3 separate regions of the Mus musculus genome follow, and regions 1 and 2 are each linked to region 3. The links are chromatin contacts, called in public Hi-C and HiChIP or PLAC-seq maps. All regions are on one chromosome and are shown on one strand. Each heading gives the region's core, a stretch centred on a gene start, on an enhancer-like site or on the middle of the called end of the contact. The rest is flanking DNA. Distances are from core to core; before and after follow the strand shown.

What was found. Hi-C and Micro-C count contacts between places; a contact is called where the count stands out from the background. HiChIP or PLAC-seq counts read pairs in DNA pulled down with a chosen protein or histone mark.
Region 1: a Hi-C map of bone marrow-derived macrophages shows a contact between it and region 3, with 29 read pairs. The contact joins the promoter of 8030442B05Rik here to the enhancer-like site in region 3. A contact is called at or near these places in 4 of 484 Hi-C or Micro-C datasets (the G1E-ER4 cell line, bone marrow-derived macrophages, liver and 1 more), 9 of 115 datasets of contacts at active chromatin or transcription factors (the 230-238 cell line, CD8 T cells, the HPC-7 cell line and 6 more) and 2 of 9 other capture datasets (adipose tissue and liver).
Region 2: a contact with region 3 is called in an H3K27ac HiChIP or PLAC-seq map of bone marrow-derived dendritic cells, with 10 times the contacts expected there. The contact joins two enhancer-like sites. A contact is called at or near these places in 4 of 39 promoter capture datasets (embryonic stem cells, hippocampal neurons, liver and 1 more), 10 of 15 datasets of contacts at CTCF or cohesin (CD8 T cells, the G1E-ER4 cell line, the NIH/3T3 cell line and 6 more), 211 of 484 Hi-C or Micro-C datasets (the 3T3-L1 cell line, 3T3-L1-derived adipocytes, the 63-12 cell line and 117 more), 59 of 115 datasets of contacts at active chromatin or transcription factors (the 230-238 cell line, the HPC-7 cell line, the NIH/3T3 cell line and 39 more) and 7 of 9 other capture datasets (adipose tissue, bone marrow-derived macrophages, embryonic stem cells and 4 more).

The regions. Positions count from the first base shown.
Region 1 is chr2:11,397,085-11,399,784 of GRCm38.p6, reverse strand. It overlaps 8030442B05Rik (RIKEN cDNA 8030442B05 gene), which reads left to right and starts at 1,285. Exons shown (of 3, transcript NR_040615.1): 1 at 1,285-1,392.
Region 2 is chr2:11,332,185-11,334,885 of GRCm38.p6, reverse strand. No RefSeq gene overlaps it. Among named protein-coding and RNA genes, the nearest start is that of Gm13293, 6.0 kb to the left of the region's middle. Within about 2 kb of position 1,390, at least 129 of the 459 cell types and tissues checked have an H3K27ac peak or open chromatin away from gene starts, as enhancers often do. A contact at or near this core is called in the Ba/F3 cell line, ECoMG-derived neutrophils, the HPC-5 cell line and 16 more, where this site is marked.
Region 3 is chr2:11,543,152-11,545,851 of GRCm38.p6, reverse strand. It overlaps a transcript of Pfkfb3 not described here. Among named protein-coding and RNA genes, the nearest start is that of Gm10851, 23 kb to the right of the region's middle. Within about 2 kb of position 1,316, at least 68 of the 459 cell types and tissues checked have an H3K27ac peak or open chromatin away from gene starts, as enhancers often do. A contact at or near this core is called in the Ba/F3 cell line, ECoMG-derived neutrophils, the HPC-5 cell line and 17 more, where this site is marked.

The DNA of each region.
Region 1 (2,700 bases), core at 36-2,535, 150 kb after region 3:
TGTGGGGTCTGGATATTGCTCTCAGGTCTTCAGCTTTTGAAGGCATGCACCTTTTACTCAATGCCTGTCTCCTTAGCCCATAGCTCTCAAGATACAAGAGATGACTCAAGTTGTCTAGGAGTGGATTATCCTCATCTCTCTAATCCTCCAAGAAGTTAGCTGTAAGCACAAGCTTATGCTATTAGCTCTGGCTTAGCTGAACATTGACCTAGGTCCAGCACTCCTCTATGGTCCGTGGAAAGCAAGCCCGGAAGCATGTGCAGGAAAATCAGAATATGCAAATGAATGGAAATAAAAATGTAGGAAATTTGTTTAATGTCATCATCCATTGATAATTGCTATCAGGATTTTCTGCATGCAACCCTTTTTCTTATCTCTTTCTCTCTTTGTGCACAGGGGACTACAATGTATACCCTGTTTTATGATTTGTATACCTAACAACGTACGCTTGGCTTCATTCCATGGCATCGTGTATGGTCTATACCATTATGTAAAATACCTGACTTGCAGTGTTCTGTCCAGCTGTGTAATTTAACCTACATTCTATTATTGGATATTTGAGTTGGCTTAGAATTTATCTTTACTATTGAGGACAACACCTATGCAACTTACAGCCACAGCTGAGTCACTGAGCAAATGTTTAGCTATATCCTTGTGACAAATGTCTGGATGCGACTGCTGGGTCAAAGAATAGAAGTGATAGCATGCCCATCAGAGGCTGACGGGAAGTCTTATGTGTTAGTTACCGCCCTACAATAAACACCCTGCTCTGGAGTTCAGGAACTTCCAAGAGGAGTCCAGCCCCAATTCCAACCATGGCCCCTTCTTTCTTCTCCATCTTCTTGAGTGTGTTGGCCATTTTCATCCATCACAGGTAATGACAGGTGCTGCAGCTCCAAGCATTGTGGCCTCTCGTGAGAGAGCCAAGCAGGAAGGGAAGGAGCTGAGACAGTTAAGGAGAAGTCTGCAAATTCTTCCCGACAGTTGTTTTCTTCGGTGGCTTTAGGCAACTCCAACTCTTGGTCTGTTTTCAGACTAAATAGTGACTGGGCCTGAGTGGCCCCGACTTCTTTCCCCATGACTCATCTGGAAGTGGAAGCGGGGCTCAGAGCACCTGAATCTGAGCAAGTTCTTTAAACAGAGGGAATAGCCAGTCAGACACCAACGGAAGTTTTGTTAGAGAGTGTGCAGGAAATCCACTTGTTCCCCAGACTGCAGACTTCCTGAAAGCTCTGTACGACTTTTTATCGAGTACACATACTCAGGATCTCACAGGCACTGGGCATTCTATGGTGTTCACTAAAGTTTTCAGACCCCTCTAAGAAATGCTCAAGAGCATAGCTGAAGAGCACACCCCTGAAATTCTGGGAGGTTCCAAGCATTCCTGAGGCAGTAAGTAAAATTTTTTTTTTCCTGGCACTGTGTTCTGCCTGAAGCCTGATCTACAATATTTATATTTATCAAACATACTAAAAAGTTGAAAGATAATGTAAGCATCTTTTAAAATACTTTAAAATTTTATTTCTTATCAACACTATTTTTTCTTTTATTCATTAAAAGTGTCTGTGTGTGTGTACTCAGAGATGTGGGCACAGGTACTTGTGTACCATGGCTCATGGGTGGAGGTCAGAAAACAACTTTAAGTGGTTCTCAGGATGGTTAGGTTTGGAAACAAATCATTGCCAAGGAAACACCATGGACTCATGACAATCAGTTAGATCATTACTTCTTTCTCTCTCAGGACCCCTTCCATTTGCTGAGAAAAACTAACACAGCCCTGGTGTGTATACGTGTGTGTGTGTGTGTGTGTGTGTGTATGATATTAAATATATGTTTATCGTTTATATGTGTATATCTCATCAATCACACATTATATATACATATATGATATACTGATCTAATATTTACTGATAATAAATCATAAGTAAATTTATTTTAAAACAGTTCTTTGCTGTATATGCAATTCCACTATTTATTAATGGTCAATATGACTGGACACTAACAAGACAGATGTGTTTGCTTATTATGCATGTAAATCTCTGCTAAATATTGAATACTGCAGGACCCAACATCATCAACACTTTTATAGTCAGTGAGTATCCATTTTATTTTATTTTACTTTATTTTATTTTATTTTATTTTATTTTATTTTATTTTAATAGCGTTGGTTGTCCTGAAATTCACTGTGTAGACCAGGCTGGCCTCAGACTCACAGAGATCCACCTGCCTGTGCTCCCAAATTATCTTTAATTTTGAATGGGTATCTTGGCTTTGTAAGCACATGCCACTTTTCACAGATGTGTAGTTTCAAGATGGCCGCGTATTTAGTACTGCCTTAAAAACTGTTGGAAAGTCTGTCCCAATACCAAGCCAAATTCATTTAGCGATTAATAACATCCAAACGCTCAATTCAGCATTTCAAGTAGTAAATTTTGGAAATGTTTGGAAGCAGATTCTATGCCCCAGTATAGGGGAATGCCGGGGCCAGGAAGCGGGAGGGGGTGGGTAGGGGAGCAGGGTAGGGGGAGGGTATAGGGGACTTTCAGGATAGCATTTGAAATGTAAATGAAGAAAATATCTAATAAACATTGCTTAATAAAAAAAATGAAAGAAAATGTTTGGGAGCTTGCAAGATGGCTCAGTGGCTAAGAGCACTTGGCTAGGACCTGAGTTTAGTTCCCAGTACCCAAGTCAGAGGAT
Region 2 (2,701 bases), core at 141-2,640, 210 kb after region 3:
AGCAACAGGCGGCATTGTTCTGGAGGCTGCAGGAACCTTTCAGCAAGGAGGTGATATGGTTTTATAAACAAGTTTTATTGAGATATAAATCTCACAAAACAGCCATTTTAAAGTCCACACTTTATTGTTCTACATATTATCAGAGTTGTGTAGTTATCACCACAAGCTGACTTCAGGACATTCTGATCACCCCTCACAAAGGGTTTGTGCCCGTTAGCACTCAGTTTTCCTTATGCTCTGAGCTTGAAATCGATAACCTATTTCTTGTCTCATTAGATTTGCTTGTATTGGACTTTCTATGTAAATGGGATTCTATTCTGTGTACTCTTTTGTGCCTTCTTCGCCTATGTAGGTTAGTGTTTCTGAGACTTACTACTATTGCACCTCGTATTAGCCACTTTGTTCCTTTTAACTGTTGAGTAGTATTCTATTATATGGGCACACCCCTTCTGCCTGTCGGTTGATCGCCTCTGATGTTGCTCCTTTTTGGCTACACTGAATGAAGTTTCAAAGAAGCTTTGTACAGGCCTTCTTATGTGCACGTGTCTTCGTTTCTCTTGAGTACACAACTGTAAGAGTAATGGTTAGCTCATGTGGTAAGTTTATTTATTTTTTTCTTATAAAGGAAAATATTTAATTGAGGGCTGGCTTACGATTCAGAGGTTTGGTCCATTGTCATTGTGGGAAGCATGTCAGCAGGCAGGCATGGTCCTGGAGAAGGAGCTGAGAGTTCTACATCGTGATCTGAAGGCAGCAGGAAGAGGGTGAGTGTACAGTTTTTTTTTAAAAAAATCTTTAATTGCCAGACTATTTTTTAAAAGACACATTGCACAATTTTTACAATAGTATTATTCACAGTGTAGCAGCTAATGATATTGAACATCTTTTCGTATTGTTACTAGCTATTTGTCCAGATTTTAGAGAAAAAAAAATCTATTCAATTCCTCCATTTTTAGCTCGGGCTTTTGTTATTTTCTTGCTGAGTCATAAGAGTCATTATGTATTCTACATGGTCCATACAAGTAAAGGATTGTTTGCGTAGTGTCTTACACATAGTAGGCCCTCAACAAATATCTGTTTGAGTAATCGTATGAACGTGAGTGGCTATGGGCTTCGGCTATGGATGCACAGGATCATGACATTAAGAATTAGCTCCTTCTTTTTTTTTTTTTCCTTAGGTGCAGACTTTGAATCAGAAGGCTCGTTTGTGTTGCTTGCCTCCAGCTATTGATGGGGCCTTGGGCTGCATCATCCTGGGCTAGCCTGGCAGCCAGTGCCCTGGAGCCAGCACAGGGCCCCTTCATTCTCTTTCTTTTTCTTTGGCACAGAGAGTGTCTTGCGACAGGTTGAATAAGCAGCCTGAAGGTTTGCCAGCGTCATGAGATGAGGAAGCACAGCAAGAGAAAAAGCGGGAGGCTGGGCTGTAGGGGAGGGGCAGCGGAAGCTTGCCATCATGTGGTTTAAATGGCTCAAACGCGATTAAAGGCGGGCATCAGTGCAAGCCCTTTAGCCTTCCAGGAAGCCTGGCCCTTCCCTTGGGTTGTTTGTTTAGCATGGTCTGGTGGGCTGGTTTGGTTACTTCCCCAAACTCATGAGCAAAGAGTGTTCTAGGTAGAGCGGGGATGTGGTCATTCCAGCCACGGAGGCAACTGAATTTAGGGTACCTGCATCTGAACTTAAAAACTCTAGGTCCAATCAAATTGTCACTGTGAAAAATGTCTGACACAGAGGGGACCATACCGAGTAGAGATGGAGGGAGAAGTAAGTGCTAGAGTTTTGTGTTCTTTTTTCTGCCGCTAGTATGTGGAAACAAATTTGAGCGCACATCTCGTGAGGTGCACATGAGACTGGAGAGAAAAAGCAGCGTTGAAGTTATTAGGCCAGCAGAAGGAACCGGGGTTGGATCGCTGCATTAGATCTGAGCTGAGTTAGTGACCACATGGAGATGTCCCTCATAACTCTCTTCCTAAATTTTCTCACCAAAACACCCAAATCCTTCTGCCCTGGCTTTCCTTAATTTACAACATGACCCCCTTTTAGTGCCCTACGCAGTTAGCTACAGTCTACTCTCTGTCTTCTTCACTCCCTGATCTTAGGGGGAAGACGTCATGGTGTGTTGGTTGATTCTAGAAACCTTGCGACACAGCAGGTGGCTGCAGAGGAATTACTGGTAGTGAAAAATAACAGCCAGCCCCCACCCCTTCTCTTGCAAGTGTCAGGAAGAGGAAGTGACATAGGAGAGTAGACAGCTTGCATTACAACATGGGAGGGTGAGTACCATATCAGGAGACTGACCATGTCTCAGATACCCATGGACAATGCCACTCCTCACTTGGTAAATGACAAGAGTGAAGCTCACTTCAGTTGGTAAGTTTATGGGTCTTCTGCACGGGAGCATTTAAGAAACTCAGCAACAACTATCTCCTGGTTGGCGAACATCTTCTTAGGTGCTGAAAGCATTGCTCATCAGCTCTCTCCTTTCTAGAACCTACTATCTGTGGCTCTTCCTGGGGAATTGTAAGAGAACTGAGCAGACCATGACCCCAAACTCTCTGTCAGCAACAGTATTTGCACTGTCATCTGTAGTGTTCTTTGCTGGTTTCAGGGAGGTTTGCACTGGTCTGTTTGTGTGACCTGAGTGTTTACCCAGTGAATACAATCAATACGATCCTTTCATTGATGAAGAGACTGAGCTCAGGAG
Region 3 (2,700 bases), core at 67-2,566:
AGCCACTTGAGGGGGACAGGGGATGGAAGGATTCCAGCTGCAATTTTGTCCCCCCAAAGATAGTGCTGTGTATCTGTCAGTGTGTGTAGGTGAGAAGCTGAGTTCTCAGGTGAGTGACATGTGAAAGACCCTGCCTCCAGTCTCTATTCCTTTGGCTCTGACTTGAGTACTGAACTTGACATTGTTACTACATTGTATCCCCTCACTAAGCCTGCCTGCAACTCTGTGTCTCAGGGCAGGCTGTCCTAAGTACAAGCTTGCTTCCTGATAGGCTTCCCACAGTCTAACGTCTGTGTAAGTCCCTCCTGCTGTCTAGGGAAAGGGTGACTATGCACTTTTACAGTAGGTTAGAGGGAAAGTTGGAGGCCCTTGAATTTTCTTTGTATGCCCAAGTATAGTGTGAGTCAAGTACAGACTCACACAAAGCACCTTACTGTTAGTTCCCAGCACTTGTGAAGAAGCTAGAAAAACTTAGGGAGTTTGTTTCCTTTAATTTTATTTGCTTTATTTTCTTTAAATGTCAGACAACTCGAACTCTACAGAAAACGAGACAGTCTTTCTATGTAATCCATGACGTCCAAAAGCTCACCCTGTAGATCAGCCTGACTTTGAACTCATAGAGACCTGCCTGCCTGTGTCTCTCTGCCTCCCAAATTCTGGGATTAAAGGTGTGGGACCACCATGCCCAGTCTACATAGAGAATTTGAGACTATCCTGGGCCATATGAGACCCTATCTCAGATACCAAGAAGCTAGCCCCTTCTTCCCCCCTACCCCCCAAAACAACTGCAGAGTAGACACCAGTGAGAAGAGGCTGAGGAGGAGCAGCTCTGGTCTGGGGAGCACTGTCCCTCTTCCCGTTTCCCCATAACTGTGTGTACAACTCCTGGTGGTGCGCCTTAGGATCTCAGCGAGGAGTCTTCGCTCCAGGGTGTCTCAAGCCTTAGCGGAGATGATCGAGGTACTTGAAGAAGAGCAGACAGGCTTAAGGTTAACCTGCCCTCCCTCTGACCTTGCTTCAGAAACTGTCCTCTCCGACTACTCAGCAACAACCTCTCTCTTTTTTTTTGCAGACACTCTGTCAGGACGATTGTCTTGTTCCCCTTTCCCAAGGAGAATTTTTCAGAGGCTCAGGTGCCCCTGATGCACGTGGACACTGAGATACCAAATCCTTTTAGGTTAGCTGCTCTGCCGCCACGGTGTTGTTAGTGTAGGGCTTTGGACTCTGTAACCTTTCTCTTTAAGGCTGCTTTGACTGACCATCCAGTTGCACTGAGAAAGGAAGGGCTAATCAGTTAGTGGAGGCAAAGGGGAAGTTAGGGAGATACCTCAAAGGAAGTGTGCACTTTGAACCAGAAGAGAGAAAGTGAAGGTCTGACTTGGGCTCAGACAGACTTTAGGGCAAGGCTGCCCTTTCTGTTGAGATCTGAGCCTGCTGGCAGCCAGATGCCATCTGAGATCAGTGGGCACGGAAGCATTAGTAGCAGAAGGCCAAAACCTGACGTTTTTGTCTGAGTTGCACTTTACAATTAATTCAGGAACTCTGCCACCCCAAGGCAGCGTCTTTTGTAGCCCAGGTTGGTCATAAGCTAAGGCTGGCCTAAATCCTGACTCTCCTGTCTCTACCTCCCCAAGTACCACCATGCCCAGCTTTACTGGGAAACTGGTAGTGCTAGGGATAGAGCCCAGGTCCCCAGGCATGTTAAACCAGCATTCCACCACGGAGCACATCTCCAGTTCTCAAGTTTACTCTTAACCTCCTTGAGGCAGGATCTCAGGCTGCTTAACTATCTATAGGCTAGCCAGGCTTTGATCTTGTAATCTTCTGCTTCAGCCCTCCCCCAAAGCGGGCATCATAGGTTCATCTTATTGCAAAAATGTTTTTAAGGCCAGGCATGGTGGCACACGCCTTTAATTCTAGCACTTGGGAGGCAGAGGCAAGTGGATCTCTGCGTTCCAGGCCAGTCTTGCAACATGAATACACACACACACACATGCAAATGTATATATGTATATATATATATTTTTTTCTTCAAGCAGGGTCTCATTATATACCCTTGGGTGGCCTAAAGCTTGTCATGTGTGTGTATGTGTGGTGTGTGTGTGTGTGTGTGTGTGTGTGTGTGTGTATGTATATATGTATATACTGTAATTTTTTTTAAACAGATTTTCTCTACATAGCCCTGTCCAGACTCGCATTGAACTTACGGAAATCTACTGCCTTAGCCTTTCAAGTGTGGGATGAGAGATTTTTGCCACCATGTCTAGCAATTTAAGAAAAGTGTTTATTAAATGTTGTTTATTGCCGGGTGACGGTGGTGCACTTCCAGAACAGCCAGTGCTATGCACAGATAGACCATGTCTGGAAAAAACAAAAAAACAAAAGGAAGAAACAAGGATGTTACTTATTTTTATTTTACGGGTGTTTTGTTTAGAGATACATCTGTGTACTGTGTGCAAGGAGTGCCCAAAGAGACCAACAGAGGGCGTCGGATCCCCCTGGAATTGGAGTAACTGACACGTGGGTTCTGGGAACCAAACCTGGCTCCTCTGAAAGAGCAGCCAGTGTTCTTGTCCACCGAGCTGCCTCTCCAGCTCCTGCAATTTAATTTTTAAAATATTTAAACATTTTAATTTTTATGTCTGTGTATCACATGTGTGCATTGCCTGTGGAGGTCAGTAGAGGGCCTTGGACCCCCTG